2 separate regions of the Sus scrofa genome follow, and region 2 is linked to region 1. A link is a contact called in public HiChIP or PLAC-seq data. All regions are on one chromosome and are shown on one strand. The core of a region is the stretch at or near the end of the contact, and the rest is flanking DNA. Distances in the headings are between cores, read along the strand shown.

The links. HiChIP or PLAC-seq counts read pairs in DNA pulled down with a chosen protein or histone mark.
Region 2: an H3K27ac HiChIP or PLAC-seq map of alveolar macrophages shows a contact between it and region 1. The contact joins two enhancer-like sites. A contact is called at or near these places in 1 of 5 promoter capture datasets (fetal liver), 4 of 47 Hi-C or Micro-C datasets (embryonic fibroblasts, fetal heart ventricle, retroperitoneal adipose tissue and 1 more) and 1 of 2 datasets of contacts at active chromatin or transcription factors (alveolar macrophages).

Annotation. Positions count from the first base shown.
Region 1 is chr10:24,013,527-24,017,573 of Sscrofa11.1, forward strand. It overlaps NAV1 (neuron navigator 1), which reads left to right. Exons shown (of 31, transcript XM_021064517.1): 5 at 773-875. Among named protein-coding and RNA genes, the nearest start is that of IPO9, 95 kb to the right of the region's middle. Within about 2 kb of position 2,090, at least 32 of the 83 cell types and tissues checked have an H3K27ac peak or open chromatin away from gene starts, as enhancers often do. A contact at or near this core is called in alveolar macrophages, where this site is marked.
Region 2 is chr10:24,313,823-24,317,782 of Sscrofa11.1, forward strand. It overlaps ARL8A (ADP-ribosylation factor-like protein 8A), which reads right to left. Exons shown (of 7, transcript XM_021064533.1): 3 at 3,894-3,960; 4 at 3,068-3,161; 5 at 2,888-2,955; 6 at 2,634-2,704; 7 at 1,107-2,160. The coding sequence ends at 2,111. GPR37L1 (prosaposin receptor GPR37L1) reads left to right here. Exons shown (of 2, transcript XM_021064532.1): 2 at 1-1,271. Among named protein-coding and RNA genes, the nearest start is that of ARL8A, 8.4 kb to the right of the region's middle. Within about 2 kb of position 2,694, at least 16 of the 83 cell types and tissues checked have an H3K27ac peak or open chromatin away from gene starts, as enhancers often do. A contact at or near this core is called in alveolar macrophages, where this site is marked.

The DNA.
Region 1 (4,047 bases), core at 840-3,339:
ACAGGCGTGACACACGAAGGCTTGTCTTTGTCCCCACCAGCCAGCTGCCTGGAGCTCCCAGAATGAGACCCCTCCCACCCAGACCCCAGAAGGGAGGGGCAGGCTGGACGGGGCATGGGGCTGGTCCTCAGGAAAGGTGCCTCAGAGGTTCTGGAAGGGCCTTGGGCCTGACTGCCTCCCGCCCTGGCTGACAAGACAGAGCAGCTGGGCTGAGCTTAGTCTTGGGGAAAAAATACCTCCTGGAGGGCACCTTTCTGGGTGGGGAGGGTGCATGGGCTCTGGGCAAGAACCGCAGAGGGTCCAGACAGGAGCCTGAGGGCAGAGCTCTTGGGCGCCTCTGCCAGCATCCCTGGGTCCCCGACGCTCCCTCTCAGGGAGGCTTTGGGGGATCTGCTTCCATTCCGCGACCTGGGTCCCAAGGTCAAGGACAAGTCTTGGGGCAGGGCTGACTGAGGTTTCTGCCCAAAGCCTGTCCCATCCGTTTTCCGCCTGGACTGGTGGAGGGAGGAGAAAGTTCCTGAGCCCTTCCTTCTTGCTCGTGCCCTTGGTTTGGGGTGTTTTCAGCCTGGGAGGTGGTGGGTACATTTCTGCTCTAGTTGAGTCTTCTCCAAGCTAGCATGCGCCCCTCACCTCCTGGGGATGTGGTCGCCCTGCACCTCTTGGCCCCTCACCTCCTGGGGATGCGGTCGCCCTGCACCTCCCGGCCCCTCACCTCCTGGGGATGCGGTCGCCCTGCACCTACCTCATCCAGCTCCTCCTCTTCTCCCCCTAGACCCAGAGTCCCAGAGGAAGAGGACAGTGCAGAATGTTCTGGATCTCCGACAGAACTTGGAAGAGACCATGTCCAGCCTGCGAGGGTCCCAGGTGACTCACAGGTGAGAGCGAGCTGCCCCCTTTCCCTCCATTGTGGAGAGCAGGGCCCATGACCTTGGCCCAGGCATTCGAGGTTGGCAGCCATGCACAGACACTCACCGTGGAGGCAGAGCTCCGGGTGGGGGCTCCCGCCACATCCACACGTCGGCAGGGGCAGCATGGCCTTGCCTGGTGTCTGCTTCTGCTTGAGAATTAGATTCTGTGTAATTAGGTTGGAGCATCATTGGAAGTGGGATGGGCAGCAGAAGCCACCGCAGGGCTCAGGGTGTGCCCATCCACGCCCTCCCCGCTGCTTTGCCTCACCATCGCCAGGAGCTGTTCCCTCCCTTCCTCTTCCGCTTCTGAAGCCTCTACTGTGCCCTTCCCGACACCCAGGGTCGTTCTTGCCCCTTCAGCCGGTGGCCACACAGTGGCCTGCATTCCACGCCACGTGGACGCCCCTCCACCTGCTCCTCGAGGCACCTGGGCTCTGGCCGCCGGGCGGGGTGCTCAGCCCTCCCATGGCACCTCTCCTACACCGGCATCCTGGCCGCAGGCTCTGCGTGACTCAAAGTTTCCCCACTGGCTCCTCGGGCTGCCCGGATGAGCTCATGCTGTCAGCTCCAAGGGGGACGGAAGGCTGGGCTACACCCTGGGGGTGGAGGGGAGCAAACCGCCAGGATTGAGAAATCCTGGGGGGCGTAGAGCAGGAAGGCTGAGAGAGGGGGACAGGCAGCCTCTCCAGCTGGACTGGAAGTCGGTTCCTCCCCGCCTCCTGGGGTTGGAAAATGAGAACAAAGTTGGGATACAGGGGCAAGGGGAAAGGGCTTTTCATAGCCCAAGTGTGTGGCCAAGTGAAGTCCAGACTAAAGTTGCATACCTCCAGTGACAGAGAGCTCATCACCTCTCAGCCCTCCTCTCCTTGTGGAGGTGGCGGGGGGTGGGAGGGATGGTTATGAAGCAGAGCTGAAATCAGGCCTCAGGGGCTCCTCCACCCCCACGTCGCCTCGCCTTCATTTCTCCATCCTTCACAGCCCTGAGTGGGAATCCAAGTGGGACAGAGGTCTGGCTCGGCCTGGCTCACCATTTCAGGGTCACAGCAGATCAAATCTTGAACGTCCTCCTCCCCCAGCCAGGGAAGGCGTTGGAACAGGGCTCAGCACCAGCTCACCCACCAGCCCCGTGCCAAGAAGGTACCAAGTGCTTGGTTCCTGTGAGGGCCACGCCCAAAGTGACTCACCCACGGGCAAGAACAGAAGCAGCAGCCTGGCCTCCTGTTCCCCTGCCTCCCAGCCCCCAGCCTCCCACGTTAAGGCAGCCTGACCTCAGGCAGACTCTGCTTTCTGCTTGGCCGGGGCGGAGTGGGAAGACGGAGGCCAGAAGCCGTTTGCTTGAGGTTGACTGGCTTGCAGGGAGCGCCTCTGGCCTCTGGCTTCTCTCTCCCCTTATGGGAGGAACCCAGAGCCCTGAAGCTGGTTTTTCTGTTTACTCTGGACCCAGGGCCACTTCCTCTCTTGGCCTTTGGTTTAGATTACTCCTGGTCCACACTTTGGTAGCCAGAACAATGACTCCCTTAGTTTGTATGGCTCATTTATTGATGAAAGTGTGCTTTCTATCAGTCGGCCCTTCCTTCTGCCCTGGGAGGAGTGGACAGGATGTGTACACATCCCCTGAGTCGGAGAAAGAGCCGTGGGAGGCCGGGGGAAGGGGTCACATGCTGGAGTCACACAGACCAATCGGGGTGGCTTCTGCATCCAGCGAGCTTAGAGCCCAGCCGGCTGTGCACAGGCGCCGTGCTGGACAAACCCAGCCTCCATCCCGGAGGAGCCTGTGGTCCAGTAAGGCTACTGCCACGCTGGAGCTCACAGGCTGAGCCTAGATTCAGTTCCTTTTTGGAAACCTTACCTCCAGCCCTGCTTCCTCTGTTTCTCTGACTGGTTCCCCCAGCAAGGAGAGAGGCTGGGCTAGCGGGCTGGGGCGGGAGAGGAAACGGAATCCCCCTGCCACTGCATCATGCCCTCTACCCCAACAGTGTCCTCCCCAGAGAGTTGCAAGGTGGAAGGGCTGAATCCAGGACCCAAGTTTGGGCTAGAATGTCCTTTGCCTACTCAAAGGGGTCTAGAGGTGCAGCTGGGAATAAAGACAGGCAGCGAGCTGGAGTGGTACCTATAGGGCAGAACGCTGAACAGGCTGCCTGCCAGGACCAGTGGGCGAGGCAAGGGCCTGCCCCACCCCTGTGGCTTGAGCACCAGGTACCCACCTGGCACTGTGCAGACTTCGATACGGGGGAGGGGGGTGTGACACAGGCCACCACGCAGGACCAGGGGCTCGCCTTCAGGGAACCTCCATCCTCTCCCAGGGCTGCAGTAAGCAGAACAGGGTGTGACACAAGGGACAGACAGAATGGCCCAAGGGGAGAAGCTGGAGGAGAAAAACCATTTTCTCACCATTGGTAGAGACAGTTTTGGAGGATTTGGGGCCCTTTAAGGAACTTTACAAAAACAGGAATAGAAAAAGCAGTGTCCCAGACCCATCTGACCCCCTAGAGTGACTAAAAATGGATGTCTTCGCAGAGTTAAGGTTCCAGTGCTTTGCGTAACACATGTTGCCTCCCCCCCACACCCCCGTGCCCAGCTTTCTTGGCCCCCAGATCCCATGTCGAGAATCAGCTCCGTCTGGCTTTATTCAGGCCCAGCCACTGAGACCCTCCCTATGGTTGATTTGGGCTGGGTGGGATTGTGGGGTTCTGAGTGGCCTGTCCAAGTAGACCCCACTCTGCTTTCTCCTCTGCAGCCCCTGTGGCCCTGGGGAACAAAGGACACCTCGCTCTAGAGGCCCGGACCCCTGGACTCTGGCTGTCCAGCACTAAGCTGCCTCCCTGCCCTGGCCCAGTAGGGCCTGAGGCTTGGGGCTCCAATGGCCATTTCCCCATGACTTCTCCTCTGTCCACTCAAGGCTGCTCTGTCCTCTGCCGAGGTCCTGCTGCTTCTTCTGATGCCCCTGCCTTGGCTGGCACTAGGCTTAGGATACCTGCCGCACATCTCATCAAGTTCCCAAAGCTGGAGTTCCCCTTGTGGCTTAGGGGTTAGCGAACCCGACTAGTGTCCATGAGGATGCGGGTTTGATCCCTGGCCTTGCTCAGTGGGTAAAGGATCTCGCATTGCCGTGAGTTGGCATGTAGGTTGCAGACATGGC
Region 2 (3,960 bases), core at 1,444-3,943, 300 kb after region 1:
CCGATCAGGACCAACAGATACTGTTCCAGCACCTTCCCTCCTTCCTTTTGGGGGTTATTTCTCCAGAACGGCAGCGCAGGCTTGGCCAGCCATGTATGGGTCCCACACCCGGTGCACACATATGCACGGTCTGGCCTATCAGGGACCTGCTATGCAGGCACAAGGCAGGATGCCCGCCTGCTGTTAACCAGCTCAGCCTGTCTTATCTCAAGGCTCAGCTTCGTGAGGCTACAGGAGGCGAGAAAGGCAGATCAGGCCTGAGACTCCCTGTCCTGCCCTCACCTCCTGGGCCACCTCCACAGCCAGGAGAGCCCAGGGGAACAGCCTGGCCTCAAAGGGCTTGTGTCCCACTCCCAAGGAGCTGGAAGCCACCGAGTAATCTAGCGCCACCTCCTTCTTTCCTCAAACTCCCCTGTCCAGGCTGGAGCCTCCAGGCCAGACTCTGCTCCCAAGACCTGGGAGGCGGCCTTCTCCCTGCAGAAGCTGCAGAGGTGCCAAGCAGGGGAGCCTCCTGCAGGGGGCGGGGCGGAGGAGGCGGGGCTTATGCTAAAACTGGGTCAAGATGGCCCGGGATCTGGGGATCAAGGCTCTAGGGCCACAGCAGCGGGCCACGGTGGGCGGGCAGCTCTGAAGTGGGGTGGGTGAGGATGGGCTGGGAGTGGCCAGGAGAGGGAGGGCGAGGCCTCTCCCAGGAAGCCAGCAGACTCGACACCAAGGGAAAAGCACTCAAGGGGAAGCCCTGGGCTCTGCAAGTCTGGCACTGTCCCCGCCCAGCGCTGGCTGCAGGTGCAGTCCCGAACCACTGGGGGTCCCTCCGCACATGTGGGGGCAGCAGGGCAGCTCCCTACACAGACCTCCTGGACACTCCTGGCCAGCAGCGGCTGGCTCAGGGCTGGGGACACATGAAAGTCTCCAGAGGAGGAGGTAGGAGGCTGGAGGCAGGCGTTGGGAGGTTGCCTCCTCTGCAAAGGGCCATTGCGTGTGTGCTCAGACTGAGCTGGTGCCTCCCTCTGGCCGTTGTGCCTGGGGTGGCGGTGGCCCGAGTCCCTGGGCCTGCGGGCATCCCACACCACCCATGGAAAATAAGCCGCACCATGGACCCCCCCCAACACAAAATCGTCATTTATTCTTGTTAGGAGGCAAAAAAATGTACAGTTACAAGAATCACTTTCCAAACAGAGGTTAAATATGAGCTGAAAAGTGTAAAAAAGGAAGAGGAACATCACTTTACAAATCATTAAATTAAACAAATAAACAAACAGAAAACAAAACCCAAAGAACCAACCCCCCGTGCTGAGTTCTCTCCTTGTGCAACCTGCAAAACGAGAACAGAAAATGAGGTGGCCATGGAGGTGGGGGCCCGGGGAGGGGCAGGGGCTGGGAGCCAGGAACAGGCAGGAGGAGCTGCTGGGGCACCGTGGACGCTGGCCCCCTGCCCTCTCAGCCCCCGGTCTCTGGCACCTGGTGGTGCCTGGTGGCCCTCCTGAGGCTGGGGACAGAGAAGGGCATCTCTGGAGGCTCCCGCCAGCCTGTGACATTCAAGCACTGTGGGGACAGGCCAGACTGGGAAGTAGAAAGAAACAGGGTTGGGGCCAGCCACCTGTGAGCAGGCTGGTACCTGCCCAGGTGCCCGCCTTACCTCTCCTGATCTGAACCCTCCCCAGCCAACCCCCTTCTCTTCAGAGCCCCCCCTCCCAGATCCTGACTGGCCCCTGCAGCATCAAATGGTTGATTTTAGTCTTTGCTTAAATTAAAAAATTAAAATATATATACATATATATACTGTACACACAGGACAATAACAGAAGAGTGTGGAAAAGGGAAGCAGGGCTTGGAGGAGAGAGGAGGCCGGGTTGTGGGGCCAGGGGCTGTAGGGGGAAGAGGAAGCAGCGCGGGGCGGGGGAGGTTAGGGGATCAGATGGGAGCGATTTATTTTACAATAAAATCAGGAGTTCAAACCTCAGCAGAACAGGACTCTGGGACGCCCAGAGGACCCCTCCCCACACCGAATAAGGAGGGGTGGGCTTTGAGGGGGGGCAGCGGGGAGGGGGGCGGGAGCTCGGCTTCAGTTTGGATGGCGGTCCCTGGTCAGAGGGGAGGGGCCGCAGTCTCAGCTTCTCCGTGACTTTGAGTGCTGGATAAGCCACTGTAGGGTGATGTCTGGGGAACAAGAGAGGAGGTTAGGGGGCTTCAGCGCTGGGCCTGCTGGGGGTAGAGCAAACGCCTGGGGAGTGGCAGGTCTGGGCTTCTTGGCTGCCCAGCTGGGGTCAATCTGAAGGGCATCACAAGCTCTGAAGGGCGTGGGGGGCAGGGACATCTGGCTACTGAGAAAGAGACAGAGCCGCGGAACCATTGGACGTGGCCGTCAGGCCTGGAAGGGGCCTGCGAATCGCCTGGGCCCACCCTGCCGCATCGCCCCACCCTGTGATGTCGCCCCACCCTGTGGTGACCCAGGTGGGGAAGTGAACCCCAAGGAGGTTCACACACTAGGCGACCACAGAGCCGGGGTGAGGCTCAGAAGCAGAATCCCACAGCACTCTGGGCTCCAAAGAAAAAGCCACGGCCCCAAAGCACCTGGAGTGCCTTCCCCTCCCGCCCCCGCCTCACGAATGCAGCGCCGCCTCCAGACCCACCAATGTTGTCCTTCTCTTTGCAGGAGATGGAGTAGCAGCAGATCTCTCGGTCCTGGATGGCAGACAGATTCCTGCAGGAGAGCGGAGAGTCTACTGAGGCTGCGCGGTGCAGAGGCTGCGGCGGGGAGGGCGGGGCTCGGGCAGGCGCTCTCTGCTGCCACCGTGCGGCGACCGCTAGCGCGGCGGCCAGCCCTCCGCGGTCAGGGGCCTGGGAATTTGGGGAGAGGGAGGGAGAGAAGAAATGCCAAACTCACATTTTCTCAATCAGCTCCTTCTCATCCAGCGCTCCCGGGAGGTCTCGCTTGTTACCCAGGACTAGGACCTGCAGAGGAGGGAGGAGAGGCTGGGTCCAGGGCAGCAGCAGGCAGGGCGCGCTTCTGCAGCCCCGCTGCACCCCCCCCCCCGGCCTCTGGTCCCGCCCCCAGCCCGCTGACCGGGATGCCCTGCAGCTGAGGCTTGTCCAGTAGGTTGTGGAGTTCATTCTTGGAGGCTTCGATCTTCTCTTGGTCAGCTGCGTCCACCATGTACCTGGGGAATGGCAGGGTGGGGACAAACAAGCAAGTGACCCCACGGCTGAGGGTGGGGAGAGAAGGGGCTCATCACCCTGGGGTCTATAGACCACCTGGGCAGGTGCCGGGAGAATGGTTTCTGAACCAAAGGGAGTGAGGACCTGCAGAATCCATCCAGTCCCTCCTCCAAAGACCCCGGAGAAGCTGCCAATGATGTGGCAAAGCGGGGTCCCAGAGGACTGGACCCAAGCTCTTCGCAGAGTGACCCCCTGTGTTCTGATGGGAGGACCAGATAAGGGGGTGAAGACAGCAGAGGAAGCCCCAGATGACTTTCTTGCATCAAGATGCCTTTTAAAAAATCAGGTTACTGGGTGTAAGACTGGCTGCAAGGATGTATTAATTTAACTGTAAATGGAGAGTCGCCTTTAAAAACTGTACACAAAATAAAAAACTTTGAAAACTCAGGTTAGAAACAATGAAAACTAAACAATCTTTTGTTTGGGCATATATATATATACATATGTAGGACAAAATTATTTTTAAGAAGCAAGGAAATGAACCATTACATCACATAAAACGGATGGGGTGAGTCTGGGTTGGGGGCAAGCGGGAGGCGGGACACGCAGGTGCTTCCAGGCGGAGTGGGCGATGCCCTGGTTCTGGAACTGGTTGGTGGCTGCCCAGGGGCTGTGCCAAACCAAAGGCAATTACAGGCGGGCGGGAGTCTCAGTGTCCCCCACCTGGCACTTACACAATGGCACTCACTCCTCGGCAGTAGCGCTCCCACATGCTACGGAAGCGGGGCTGTCCCCCGATGT